Linked DNA regions of Mus musculus: region 2 is linked to region 1. The links are chromatin contacts, called in public Hi-C maps. All regions are on one chromosome and are shown on one strand. Each heading gives the region's core, a stretch centred on a gene start, on an enhancer-like site or on the middle of the called end of the contact. The rest is flanking DNA. Distances are from core to core; before and after follow the strand shown.

Region 1 (7,461 bases), core at 2,815-5,314:
TGTAACTTCATCTTAACACTAGGTGGCAGCAGTGTTCACTTAAACAATTAAAAAGGCCAACGAGAGCTTTCTGGACTAGACACAATCTAAGTGGAAGAAGAGGATGAGGTACCAATAAAACAGGGAAACTGATACAGAGATAGGGGTGAAGATGAGCTTAAACCTGTAGAGGAGAGAGGAAGAAGGGAGTGAGAGAGAGAGAGGTAGAATTTGGTTATTATTTTTAAGTTAGCTTTCAAATAATAGGATTACCCCCAGGTTCTTCATACACATGCCGTTACATTTTCTTCTAGTTCACTATCTTTTCTTACTGCCTTTGCTTATGTCCCCTCCCCGCTAGAATTTGGTATTTCCTTTCCTTTCTTTAAAACAACATTTCACTTTATTTTGATGTGTATGGGTGTTTTCCTTGCATATATGTATGTATGTCCACCATGTGTATGTTTAGATGAGGGCATCAGATCTCTTCGGACAGCAGTTACAGAGGGCCATGAGTGACTACATAGGTGCTGGGATTCGAACCTGGGTCCTTTCATAGAGCAGCCAGTGCTCTTACCTGCTGAGCCATCTCTCCAGCCCTTATGACTTTATTTTATATATTCGGGTATTTTCTCTGCATGCATGTCTGTGCATTATATATGTGCAATGCCCTCAGAGGCCAGAAGAGGGTGTGGAATCCTCTGGAACTGGAGACATCAAGGACTCAAACTCCGGGGTGTGCAGCACCCTCTTCTGAACTCCGAAGGCACCAGGCATGCAGGGGGTGCACATACATACACAGTCTTGACTGAAACTCCATAGAGACCCAAAGCTAGAACCATCAACTCAACAGCTCCAGGATTTCTGGTTGTCAGAAAATAAGACAGATTTAGAATCTAGTTCAACTGAACCCAGGGGCCATCTGGTTACAATGCTCAGCACCAAAGTGGCTCTTGTGGTGGCATATGTGTGCATGCCCAGCATTTGGGAGGTAGAGGCAGGAGGATCAGAATGTTGAGCCTATTCTTAGCCACAGAGCCAATAGTAGCTGCCACATAGGCTCTGGGAACGGACCAGATCTTCTGAAGAGCAACACCTGTTCTTCACCACTGAGATATTTCTCCAGCCCCGGTTTGGTATTTTCAAAAGGAATTTCAGAAAATGTTTTTTGTTTGTAAATCTTTAGCAGATAGCCTCCCTCTACGTCCTTTGAATGTTTAGCTTGCTTTCTCCTGGAACAGTGTGGGTACAGAGGTGTCATGCTGTTTGCCGACTGTGTTTACGGGTTCTAAGTGGCTCTGGGTAAGAGTTCGCAGGATCCTCTTAGGGCGAATGTCTATAAAAGTGTGGGTTCTATTCATTTTTATCTTACTTCCTCCTCCTCCTCTTCCTCTTCTAATTTGGGTGAAAATATGAATTCAGTCCTCTACCATAAACCATGTGGTTACACCATGCGGTTACTTTCTCACAGTGGGGAACTCCCTGGGGTCAGCACGTCCAGAGGACACTGGATAAGCCTCACCCTGGGAAAACCACCCTGAAATCATGGTATCTCCTCTGCCCGGTAAGCACTTAGTATTAATCTTAATTATGAAATGAGGCGGGGTTGTGAGATGGCTCAGGGATTAAAGGCTTGCAGCCAAGCCTGATGACCTGAGTTTAGTCCTTAGGACCTGAGTGATGTGCAAGGAGAGAACTGGTTCTTACAAGCTTGTGACTTGCACACTCAGGTCACAGCATGTGTATTCCCAAACACAGGCAAACGCACGCACGCACGCACACACACACACACACACACACACACACACACACACACAAGCATACATACACAAACACACACATACACATACATACACACATATACAAACACACACACACATATACACACACATACACATGTATCACACATACACACATATACACATATACACACATATACAAACACACATACACACATATACACACATACACACATATACAAACACACACACATACACACACATATACACACACATACACATATATCACACACACAGAAATGCAAGTTTAAAAATAAAAAAAGAAGGCAGTGGTGGTGCACGCCTTTAATCCCAGCACTAGGGAGGTAGAGGCAGGTGGATTTCTGAGTTCTCAAATCCAGCCTGGTCTACACAGAGAAACCCTGTCTCGAAACCCCCTCTCCCCCAAAAAGGGGGTGGGGGTGGGGGTGAGGGCTGGAGAGATGGCTCATCAGGTAAGAGCACTGACTGCTCTTCCAAAGGTCCTGAGTTCAAATCCCAGCAACCACATGGTGGCTCACAATCATCCATAATGAGATCTGACTTCCTCTTCAGGAGTGTCTGAAGGCAGTTACAGTCTACTTATATATAATGAATAAATAAATTAATCTTTTTTTAAAAAAGAATTTCTTTTAAAAAATAAAATAAAAAGTTTTTTTTTCTATAAAGAGTACTCTTCTCACAATAAGACATGGTATATGCAATATAATCTGCTGTATAAACTTTACTCCAACAGTTAATGGATTAAACCAATGAACATTATATTTGTTGTTGAGACAGGGTCTCATGTCGTTTAGTCTACTATTGGCTCTGTGGCTAAGAATAGGCTCAACATTCTGATCCTCCTGCCTCTACCTCCCAAATGCTGGGCATGCACACATATGCCACCACAAGAGCCACTTTGGTGCTGAGTATTGTAACCAGATGGCCCCTGGGTTCAGTTGAACTAGATTCTAAATCTGTTTTATTTTCTAACAACCAGAAATCCTGGAGCTGTTGAGTTGATGGTTCTAGCTTTGGGTCTCTATGGAGTTTCAGTCAAGACTGTGTATGTATGTGCACTCCATGCATGCCTGGTGCCTTCGGAGTTCAGAAGAGGGTGCTGCACACCCAGGAGTCTGAGTTGTTGATGGCTGTGAGCCACCACACGGGTGCTTGGAACCAAACTAAGGCTGGTGGGCACATTGCAGTCTCCATCTATGCTAACTGAAATCAAATCGGGCTGAACTCTCCTACACTGGTCACATAATCCATGGTGGGGGGCTTCACCCCTGTGGCACAGACATTCCCCATTTGGACTACAGACACAATGAATCGGGCTTCTATACATTCTAGTTTCTTGTAGGCACAGAAGTACCTTCTACAGATAAGCCAGCTCCGCAGTTGCTGGCGGACATCCCATCATGCAGCTCGTCCCGTAACTTCCCACAACTTTTATTTTTTCTTTTTCTTTTGGAAAATGGAGGAAGCCCGGACATGTTTTCCGGGACATTCTAGGCTCAGTGATAGATCACTATCCTGCTCTGCGTGTGTGTGTGTGTGTGTGTGTGTGTGTGTGTGTGTGTGTGTGTGTGTGTGTGTGTGCGTGTGTGTGTTCATTCTTTGCGCTAGGAGAATTTGCTAGGCAGGGCGGATGGTACTTTCCTGTAGCTCCAGCCTAGCACTTGGGAAGCTGAAATAGATTTGCTGCAAGTCTGAAGCAAGCCTGGGCTACATAGTGGTTCTAGGCCAGTCTGGACTGTTTCAACAAAAACAGAAAAGAACAGCGACAGGTAGAGGGATCAGAGTATTTAACCTTAAAAGCTCGCCCTGAATTCACTATAAATGGAGGAGTTTCATTCCTTCCCTCTCAACAGAACCCTCTGTTTCATAGCGTTGATACTAAACTCACAATGATATAACCCTTACCTCGGGCTAGAAGCTCTCAGGCCTAGTCTTTAGTTCTCATAACCCGTGAAACATACACATATGATAGCCTCTTTGCTTTATGACGTCATTTAGGCTCGACGGAGGGACACAGGGAATGTCCTGGTGTTAGCAAGGGACAACTCTAGCAAAACCCTCCCGCATAGTGCCACGGTTTGCTTGGGACCCTAAGAGGTGCCTACATGAACAGGAACACGGAGCTGTCGCTGGATCCTCGAGAGTGGGCGTGGGACAATGACTGTCACCCACTGGGGCGAAGTGACTCCCATTAGGCAGGCTGGATCTGCGCCCCGCGCGCACACAAAGCCCTTTATTGAGGCACCGGGTGACGCAGGGTAGGCGCCGGGTGAGCGCCTGATGAGCCCCGCACCTGAGCAATCAGGCGCACCAGCAAGCAGGAGCACGAGCAAGCAAGCCGGCGCAAGTCGGCGGCTGGGCCGCTGCGAGTGCGCGGCCATGTGCACCTAGCGCGAGCTGCCCTGGGTCGGGGGCGCGGCCAGGGTGCGGCTGACCTGTGGGGTACAGGGGTTCCGGGAGCAGCACGGGCTGGAAGGGCGAGGCCGGCACTCGCTACCGCGCCCTAGCCGGTTCTGTCTGGAACTGAGAGCAGGAAAGGGCCGTGCCCTTAGGTAGCCAGCGCACCCCTGGGGTTCCATGCCGGTGAGGCTGGGTCGTTGTCCCCACCACAACCACTAGGGCGCGCAGCTACGAGACCAGGCGACGGGACTCAGGAGTACTCAATGACCGCCTACCGTGCCTGGGTGCGGGGGTGGGGGGGGTGGGGGGTGGGGGGGGGTGGGGTGGGGGTTACCAACTGCAGTCTTGCTCCGGATGACCCTCGCCTGGCTTTCCCTCACCTTAGACTCTTACTGAACTGATTGAGCGACTTCCTGGAAATGAACAGAACTAGCTCGTATGTTCATGGTTCAGGTCCAGTGAATGTTTATGATTCTTGACAGCCCTAAATGCTTTCTCCTAGCCTTTGATTATTTGGCCATAAAACTATTCAAATGAGAGCTGTTAATTAGGCCTGTCGCTGTTCTTTCAGGCAAAGTGCAAACAGCGGTGCAGATGTTACATCAGGCTCCTATGTAAGGAAACCACTGTGATCATTTGTCATGGCGTATGGCTTGCCAAGAAGGAACACAGTACAAACCATTTTGAAGGGCAGCTGTTATAAAGTGTAAGTACACACATACACACACATACACACACACACACACATTACCATGGCTGGAGCTTGCAACAGGGGCTGGGCACTTCTGTTCGCATTGTTACTGGAGTATATGGAAGCACTTGAATGGATCTAGATTTTGTCTTAAAAAGACTAGTTGAAAATTATTTTTATTTTGTTTGTACCTGCCTCTGTATTCACACTGCATTTGAGCAGGTGCCCATGAAGACCAAAAGACTGTGTCGGATCCGCTGGTATTGAAGTTACAGGTGTTACAGCGTCTCTCTGTAGATGCTGGCAACCAAACCTAGGTCCTATTTGCAAAAGCTGTTTGTGCTCTTAATGGGTGATCCATCTTTCCAGCTTCCTGAATGGTACTTTTGTAAGAATATATGAACAGGGGTTAGAGACGAAGCTCATGGATTAAGAGCTCTTGCAAAGGACCTGAGATTGGTTTCCTGCAACCTCCCACAAGGTGGCTCACAACCGTCCCTAACTCCGGTTTTATTAGATCTGTCGCCCCCTTCTGGACCAAATGGGCACAAAGCATGCGTGAAATAGACATATATGCAAGCAAAACACCTACATAAAATAATCTGAAAAGTTAAAATGTGCACTCAGGGGAGGGAAGGATTTAGTCAGCTTCATTTCCAGGATGCTTTTAGATTACACGTCATCACTGAAGGAAAGCAGGGCAGAAGCTTGAAGCAGAAACCACGGAGAAACGCTGCTAGCTGGCAAGCTCACAGGCTTACGCTCAGCTAGCCTTATCCCAGATCACCTTCCAGGTAGTGGCACAGCCTGCAGCGGGCTGGGCCCCATTCCCCACAGATGATATGGCCAGAGGCCTTGTGATCTGAGAAATCCCTCAGTTGAGTATCCCTTCTTAGGCCACTCCTGGCTGTGTCAAGTGGACAGTTAAAGCCAATAGACAATTCTAGCAAGACTTCACACCGAAGCAAGCCTTTGAAATGAGAAAAGAGAGGTTTCTAAGTTGATCAAACCAAAGGCATATGCTTACGTTCTGGGAGGCACTGTGTCACCTTGTTTAAAGACATTCTAAAAGTATTGTTTTAGGTTAGCATCTAAAATAATGGGTTCATTTGTATATATGTGTGTGGATATGTGTCTATATATACACATACATATTTATTATCTGTGTATCATTTTTCTTTAGTTTCAGTCATTCAAAAACACCTTTACTACTGCCATCTTAAAACCCAGTTATAGTGTACAAATGTACTAACAGTGCCTGTGTTTTTAAGATGCACGTTTTTGGCTGGTACAAAGGGCCAGTTTAGCTTCCTGTCCTCTTGGGCAGGCTGTGTATAACAACGTGGGCATTCCAGTCTGAAACCCTGAGCTCCAAGCCTGGCATCTCTGCACACTGTGTCTTAGCTTTAATGCCTACATCTGTGACACAATGCACGTCTGTCTGTTGGGTGGGGTGAGCCACTGAAACAATGCGCGTCTAAGACCTGCTGGTTTCGTGGAATACAGAGAGCACATAATGGAAGCACTGCTGTGCAGAAGTTGCACTCTGTGGTACCTAAAAATTGTTTCCTCCTCCTCCTCTTCCTTCTCCTGCTTCTTCCTCTCTTTCCTCCTCCTCCTTCTCCTGCTTCTTCCTCTCTTTCCTCCTCCTCCTCTTCTTTTGATACAGGATCTTATCTGTGTAACCTTAGCTGGCCTTCATGAACTGGCCATGCAGGCCAGGCTGTTTTTTAACTTCTGTCTCCCAGATGTGGGGACTAAAAGGCATGCACAACCATGCTTGGCTTTTACCTTTTAATCCCTCTGTTTGGTTTATGGCATTTACCATCATGAGGCGAGCAAAGTTTTCTTTTCAGTGTTCTAAGATGTCAGTGTGGATCCTTAACGGGCTGCACAAGATTATGATTCATTACACTCGGTTCAGGTTTGCTAGTTAGGTGTGGTTTAGACCTCGGACTACAGGCAGTACCATTCTAATAAATATCACTTCAATTATAGATCAGGTGGCACAGGTCTGTAAACCCAGCCACTTGGGAGACTGAGGCAGGAAGATTATAAATCGAAGACTTGCCTATGCAGTTAAGTAAAAATAAATACATTAGTCATAAAACACCCCGAACCCGCAGAAAACCCACCAACACAGTATAGACATTGTATAAAAGAAAAAAATAGGAAATACTGTTTTTGTGCGGTGCTGGGAATCAAATCTGGGCCCCCATGCTTGCTTGGTAAACAGTCTAGTAGCTGAGCTATAACTCCAGACCCTTAGGTGTGTCTTTCTTAATAGACTTTGAGATGATTTCTGTGCTTTTAATAACTTTCATTTAAAAATATTCCTCTCTCTCTCTCTCTCTCTCTCTCTCTCTCTCTCTCTCTCTCTTTCTCTCTTTCTGTGTGTGTGTTCACATACTAAGCACATATATGTTGGAGGTCAGAAGACAGCTTTTGGAGCTGGTTCCTTCCATCCACCAGGGATCCTCTGGACTAAGCCTTGGTTATCAATCTTGCTGGCAGGCACTATTATGGGCTGAGCCATCTCAAAGTCTGTTTTTTTGAAACAGACTATTTTTATAAATACATCTTTGTGACCTTAAAAACTGCTTTTATAAT
Region 2 (7,461 bases), core at 1,611-4,110, 86 kb after region 1:
GCCTTAGCCCTGTTCTGTAGCGAGGTTGTGTGAACCACCGATCTTCTTGCTTTTGGTTGCAAGTACAGGAATTATGGGCGTGTAAACCACACTCGGCAAGCGCCGAGTCCTTAGTACTACTACTGTTAGTGACAGAGCCGGAGGCTGGTCTGAAGGCCCCAACCCCTGAACTTCTCTCCACTCTGAGAATGAACCTCTCTGCGTCATCTTTCTTCAGGTTTCAGTCCAGCACATCTGCCTAGTGCTCTGCCCACTTAGGAACATTAATGTGCTTTCCAAAGATGCCTGGAGTTCTGAGAACCATGAAGACGTCGCTTTACAGAGCATGAGAAACAGGAACGTAACTTGGACTATTAGGACCCTGTTGTCACTGCTGGAACCTTAGCAGATCAAGGATGAGGCAGGAAAGCCAAAGTTAGAGACAGAGGCCGAGCAACAAAAGTAAAGTATGGCAGGTGCTGCTTTAAACATGGGTGGGCAAGAAGCCAGGGAAAGTGGTGAATACAAGACACTGGATTCTTCTCGTAACCTACAGAAGGAACATGATCCCACTGAAACCCTGACCATCCCAGTGAGAGCCATTCATATTTCTGACCTCCAAAACTGCAGAGATGATAATCTTGTGTTGTTTACTGTAATTTGACAGAGGAGCCATGGGAAATCAATACCCATGTGTTCTAACAGTTGCCCTGTACAAGTGAAGGAAGCTGCTGTCAGCATTTGATGCTGTGGGTGTGGCTCGGCTGTGCTTCACCAGTTGATGCAAGTTCTTCCTTTTTTTAAAATTATTTTTAATTAGGTATTTTCTTCATTTACATTTCAAATGCTATCCTGAAAGTTCCCTATACACTCCCCGTGCCCTGCTCCCGAACCCACCCACTCCTGCTTCCTGGCCCTGGCATTCCCCTGTACTGGGGCATATGATCTTCGCAAGTCCAAGGGCCTCTCCTCCCAATGATGGCCGACTAGGTCATCTTATGCTACATATGCAGCTAGAGACATAGCTCTGGGGAGCACTGGTTAGTTCATATTGTTGTTCCTCCTATAGGGTTGCAGACCCCTGTAGCTCCTTGGGTATTTTCTGTAGCTCCTCCATTGGGGGCCCTGTGTTCCATCCAATAGCTGACTGTGAGCATCCACTTCTGTGTTTGTCAGGCACTGGCGTAGCCTCACAGGAGACAGCTATATCAGGGTCATGTCAGCAAAATCTTGCTGGCGTATGCAATAGTGCTAAGAGGGCTGATTCCACCCAGGTTCTGGGAATGAGGCGTGGCCACCCAAAGCCACCTGGTTTATTTCTATCTTCTGCTGCAGTTCACAGATTGGCCATATTGTAGGCCTGGGCACAACAGTGGTGACTGTGGGATCCCCGCTTGAAAATGGCTCTAGATGGAGGCATGTGAGAAGAACAGCTGGAGCAATCATCTGGTCGCCATAGAGAAAACCGATACACCAGAAATAATGGCAAAGAGCAAGAGGAACCAGATGACTTACACAAACCAATAAACTCCCTTTCTTGGCCAAACAGAACTGAGGTATGTTTCTGGTCCTTGCAATGTACTTGATATGTACTAACTGCCTATTAATTGGAGTCACACTGAAGCATTTCCCTGCTTAGCTGTTTCCCTTCTTAGACTCTATATGGAACTCTCTTCTACTGTTACTCTTTTATTGGCTGTGAATTAGTAATTCTGTAATGCCTGTATGAGGGTACAAGCACAACCAATGACTGAACTGTATGCTTACAGACCCAAAAGGCTGTAAATGACTGTCCAGTATCTTGTGCATGCAGACATACACAACTATAAGGCTGTAGACTAACGCCCAGTACCTTGTGCATGCATATACCCAAGGCTATAGACTACTGCCCAGTACCTTATCCATACACACACCCAAGGCTGTAGACTACTGCCCAGTACCTTGTGCATACACACACCCAAGGCTGTAGACTACTGCCCAGTACCTTGTGCATACACACACCCAAGGCTGTAGACTACTGCCCAGTACCTTGTGCACACACACCCAAGGCTGTAGACTACTGCCCAGTACCTTATGCATACACACACCCAAGGCTGTAGACTACTGCCTAGTGCCTTATGCATACACACACCCAAGGCTGTAGATTACTGCCCAGTACCTTGTGCATACACACATCCAGGCTGTAGACTACTGCCCAGTGCTTTATGCATACACACACCCAGGCTGTAGACTACTGCCCAGTACCTTGTGCACACACACCCAAGGCTGTAGACTACTGCCCAGTACCTTGTGCACACACACCCAAGGCTGTAGACTACTGCCCAGTACCTTGTGCATACACACACACAAGGCTGTAGACTACTGCCTAGTGCCTTATGCATACACACACCCAAGGCTGTAGATTACTGCCCAGTACCTTGTGCATACACACATCCAGGCTGTAGACTACTGCCCAGTGCTTTATGCATACACACACCCAGGCTGTAGACTACTGCCCAGTACCTTGTGCACACACACCCAAGGCTGTAGACTACTGCCAGTACCTTGTGCACACACACCCAAGGCTGTAGAGTACTGCCCAGTACCTTATGCACACACACACCCAAGGCTGTAGAGTACTGCCCAGCACCTTGTGCACACACACACCCAGGCTGTAGACTACTGCCCAGTACCTTGTGCATACACACACCCAGGCTGTAGACTACTGCCCAGTGCTTTATGCATGCATACATATACCCAAGGCTGTAGACTTACTGCCTAGTTCCTACCTTGTTACTTTCAGCACCACTGAAGGAAGTGACAGGTCCAATGCCCTGTTTGCATCTTCCAAGGTCATTCCTTGTGTGCTGACTCCGTTCACATAATGGATGATGTCTAATAGCTGGAGACTACCGTCAACAGCTGCAGCTGACCTTGGGTTGATATCACTAATATACACCACTCCATGTGGACTGCCTTGACCTCCAGACAGGGAAAATCCTTCAAAGAACAGAAAACAATTATTTCTCAGTCACAGGAGTCTTGCTTTTAATGACGCATGGAGGCCGTCCTGAGCAAAGCTTGTGCTTTCCTTACCTAACTCCTCTCCGTGGCATGTGACTGTAATGTCGGGCAGCAGATGGGGAAATACTGGCATCCTGGGTAACTCCAGAATCCGCCCAAGAACTAATCTGACTGTTTTGGGTGCGGCTCGCAGCAGATTCACTGCATCTGTGTGGGTCATGTTTGTAACGTCTGTATCATTAACCTACAGAAGGAGAGAGAGGTAAGCTAAGGTTTGGTTTTTGGAACAGGAAACATAATTATAGTCTTTATCAGCCAGTAAGAGATTTATGGTGATGCAGTCTCTAATTTATTAGAATCTCTTTGCCTGCAGAGATTAGAGAGACAATGGTCAAGCCATTATGAATATAAAGTCGCTTACAAGTAAGTGCATACTTCATTGTCCTCCAGAATGTAAGAAACTGGCTGTCTCATGGACCTGAGATCAAAAGGACTTTCAGTTTAAGCAGCAGCCTGCAGCAATTCCCAAGAACCTATGTATATATGTATATAAAGGCTGTAGCGCAGAATGGTCTGACCCCCTCCCTGCCTTCACATCCCTCGTGCTGGGATTATAGGTGGGTGGCACTGTGTTAGTTCTCTGTAGTGCTGCGGCTTGAGTCCAGGGCTCTGTGCAAGCTACACATGCACTATCAACTGAGCGACACACCTAGTCCCCACCACCCACTTAAGAGACAGGGTCTCATGCTGAGCTTGCAACTTAGTCGAGAGTGATCTTGTATTCCTGACCTGACTGCCTCTACCCGCCAAGCGCTGAGACTTCAGGTGTGTGCACTCTGCCTTTAATTTTTAAGTGGTGGGGGAGAAAACATAAACCAGAGAAACTGTCATAACTTAGCACCTTCCCCAGTGCTGACTTGGTTTTGCTCATGGCTACAGTCTGGATGTGGCTCTCGTGTTAAGAGGCTAGGTCCTCCGCGTGACTAGACCGGAGGTGCACCTGCAGGAGGAGCAGCAGGACCCCGGACTCTCTGGCATCCTCCTGAGGTGGGATCTCTTCCTCTCATCCAGGTGATGCCTTCACTCAGGCTAGCTGCTGGAGCTATGTCTTCAAAGCTCCCATGCAGTGAGATAACTAAGCTTCTTTTGTTTTTAGTTAGCCTGTGTAAGGTATTTCATGATACTGATAAAAGATAGATTGAGACAGCCAGTCACATTTGTAAAAATGTCTCCATTCCCCTTAATTGTCTCACTTTAAAAAAATTATTATTTTATATAGAGCATTTGAGTGTTTTGCCTATTATCTATGTCTGTGTATCATCTGTGTGCCTGATAGCTGCAGAGGCCAGGACTGGAAATCCCTGGAACTGGAGTTACAGGCAGTTGTAAACCAACATGTTGGTGATGGACTTTGAACCCAGGTCCTCTGGAAGAACAGCCTGTGCTCTTAAAGCGCTGAGCCGCCTCTCCAGCCCCTTGGGGGTCTCACCTTTATAAGCCGGTCTCCAGCCTTTAGCCTTCCGTCACCTTTGGCTGGATCCTGTATGACATCATGGACATAACAACCAATACTCTGACTGCCTTTGGTTACTGTAAAGCCCAGACTTCCTTTTTCTGATTTAACCAGGGTAATGAGAAGCTCTACTTCCTAGAGAAAAAACACAAATTGACATAAGGTTGTCCTCTTTCTCCTATAGACAAACACACATGATTATTGCTGCCCTTGGCTAAGAGACAAGAAACACAAATCTTAACTTGGCCAAGTCGTCTCAGCTCTAGACAGGAAGCTCCTTTATTTCCAAGCATATAACATATGAAGTATAAAGTTAATGGTTGTCTCCAGTCTTTCCCTCTATGCTTACTCCCCCTCTTCATTCTCCTTCATCTTATAAGACTTTTTTCCTATCTGGAAGAGCCAGGACTGTATCAAGAGCCTCACACACGCCGGGCAGGGCTCTCCAGAGCGAGCAGGGCATAGCCAGGAGAAACAAGGCAGCCAAGTGGTGACACGTGGACAAAGACTTGGGCGGTGGGGGGACGGTTTAGAAAAATCCTTCACGTTTTTAAACAACCAAGACAGAAACCAGGAGATACAAAAGGAAGTTTTTGTTTGTTGCTGCTTTTGTAAAAATATGAATGAAGTGCCTGGATGCTTGAAGATCACAGCTTCACTAACTAAGACGTGCAACAAACTCAAAAGATTTTATTCTTGAAATTGTTTCCTAAGCTTGATTTGCAGGCTGTAATAAAATGAATACATGTGGGTTAAACTGGGAACAGGGATGGCAGGGTAGGGTTGAAAGGGTTGAGAGCGCTCACTAACATCAAGGATGTTAATAAAGTCATATGGAAATCTACTGTTTTATGAAGTTCTTATGTGTATGTTTTTTTTTCTCTCATGAGGAAGAGTTTTAATTGGAATTATAGAGGATATCAGTGCCAAGGGTGGGGTACTTCCCCAATGAGTTGGCTGCTGGTCATGCATGTCCCAGAGACCCCCCAAACAACAAGCTATTGCCATGGCTCTTGGTTGTCCTCCAGGACTTAATGGTAAGATCAACTGCTGAAGACACCACATACCTTAGACACAGGGCATGGAAAAACCAGGTTGTTATTGCCCAGGAGTTTCCTCCCTGCTGGCTAGCTTTCACAGAGCTGGAAGGTGCTGGGCAGGGTGCTAGGTTAAAAGACATCAGCAGTCTAACCCAACTGTGAACTCTGTAAGTTCTAACAGTGACTGGCAAGGCAAGAAACACTATGGTACGATAGTGGGACAAATATTATGGGAGCAGCCATTTGCTTTCTGATTGGATTTAGGGTCCATGCAATAGGAGATGCAGGCCCAGTACTGTAACTCAGGCCAGGAACACATTGCTGGAGTGTTCACAGGCTCCAGGCATCAAGCTACTACTGTTATTTTTGGTAAATAGACAACCTGCGCTCTAAATCTGCCAACTCTATACATACAGGAAAGTTTCTTTGTACTGTGAAAAATAGTTAATACAGATATCCACCACTGGCCAATTACTGAGACCATGTGTGTGGACTGTTCAGAAGTAAATGGGACACCTATATTATACTGCCCTTTCCCCATTCAGTGGACATAATGGAAGGGTGTGTGTGTGAAAGAGTGTAAGAGCCAGAGGTCAGGAAGGGTCAGCATGAAGCTGTGTTTTCTGGGCACTACAGGGCTACTATACTCATGAGCTCATGCAGCTGTGGCAGCCTTGACAAGACAAGCCAGTCAGCACTGCAGCATGGAGGGAGGGACTCATAAGAGCCCCATCCAAGCCACTGACAGCTGTTGGGGTAGTGAGTTAGTTCTATGGGTGTGGCAATTGATAGTCAACTGCTCCAGTGGCTGGCCCCACTTCCATGAATATATGCACAGCATAAACGGAACTTGGGCTATCTAGAGAAAAAGAGGGGTACTTGAGCTTGGGTAGGGATGAGGTGGGGATGGGAGGATTGTGGGGTGAAGAATAAGGGAGTGTGAATGTGGTCAAGATACATTTCATACGTGCATGAAGTCCTCTTCTATTTCTAGTTGTGAGCCTTTAATGGCTAAGCCATCTCTCCAGCCAAACTGCCAACCAGGGAGCCTGCATGGGACTGCATAGGCGCTCCGCACATAGGTTACAGTTGTGTAGCTTGGTCTTCTAGTGGGATTCTTAACAGTGAGTGGGGGCTGTCTCTGATTCTGGAGATTGCCTCTGGGACCCTTTTCTCCTACTGAGTTGCCTGATCTAGCCTTAATAGGAGAGGAGGAGGGACCTAGTCTTAAGGCAGCATGGCATGCCAAGGGTGGTTGACACCCATGGGAGCACTGCTCTTTTTTGAAGAGAAAGGGAAGAGAGGATGGGAGGACTGGGGGAGAGGAGAGGTTGGGGGGAGGGACCAGGAGGAAAGGAGGGAGGAAACTGCAGCCAGGATGTAATTCATTAATTTAAATAAATACCCCAAGAATCAATCAAGATTAATAAAAAGTCAAAATGAATGGCTCTAGAAAGACACTGTCTGAGGCTGACCTCTGGTCTCCACATGCATATGCACACGCATGTGCCTGCATGACAACTCTTCCTCATGCAAATGTGTGAACATGCACACACATTTTGTTCCCAAAGCTACTAGGAATCACAAAAGGTAGGTGATTTCTCTGTGGACGGCTGCCAAAATTATGTCAAGTGAGAAAGTCAGAGTGACACACAATGCTTTTATCGTCCCCTAATTTCTCACCAGGGAAACATCAGAGAGGGGTGTTACTCATTTAGCAAATGTAACACAGCATAGCTTTCTCTCTAACTAACAGAAACAGCACATGGCTATAACATCACCGAGAAAAACGAAAGTTGTTTTATGGTTTAATAGAGAGAGAGAAGCTCACCAGCTCAGAATCCTCAAGGTGGTTTCCCAAGTCATTTTTCAAGGTTGTTATGTTTTCCTCTTTGCTCAGCTGAGAGGCAAGATGTGTAAAGTGTT

The links. Hi-C and Micro-C count contacts between places; a contact is called where the count stands out from the background.
Region 2: a contact with region 1 is called in a Hi-C map of Sertoli cells, with 3 times the contacts expected there. The contact joins the enhancer-like site here to the promoter of 1700016H13Rik in region 1. A contact is called at or near these places in 2 of 39 promoter capture datasets (the 3T3-L1 cell line and hippocampal neurons), 1 of 15 datasets of contacts at CTCF or cohesin (the NIH/3T3 cell line), 9 of 484 Hi-C or Micro-C datasets (the C2C12 cell line, MC3T3-E1-derived osteoblasts, Sertoli cells and 5 more), 3 of 115 datasets of contacts at active chromatin or transcription factors (bone marrow-derived macrophages, embryonic stem cells and pancreatic cancer cells) and 2 of 9 other capture datasets (adipose tissue and pancreatic islet).

Annotation. Positions count from the first base shown.
Region 1 is chr5:103,652,327-103,659,787 of GRCm38.p6, reverse strand. 1700016H13Rik (RIKEN cDNA 1700016H13 gene) reads left to right here and starts at 4,064. Exons shown (of 4, transcript NM_028824.1): 1 at 4,064-4,343; 2 at 4,732-4,866. The coding sequence starts at 4,802. It overlaps Gm42138 (a long non-coding RNA gene), which reads right to left and starts at 4,091. Exons shown (of 3, transcript XR_880498.2): 1 at 3,666-4,091. Gm25721 (a small nuclear RNA gene) reads right to left here and starts at 1,551; the gene lies at 1,381-1,551.
Region 2 is chr5:103,565,195-103,572,655 of GRCm38.p6, reverse strand. Ptpn13 (protein tyrosine phosphatase, non-receptor type 13) reads right to left here. Exons shown (of 48, transcript NM_011204.2): 32 at 7,367-7,461; 33 at 4,472-4,630; 34 at 3,055-3,226; 35 at 2,748-2,958. Among named protein-coding and RNA genes, the nearest start is that of Slc10a6, 60 kb to the left of the region's middle. Within about 2 kb of position 2,860, at least 13 of the 459 cell types and tissues checked have an H3K27ac peak or open chromatin away from gene starts, as enhancers often do. A contact at or near this core is called in Sertoli cells, where this site is marked.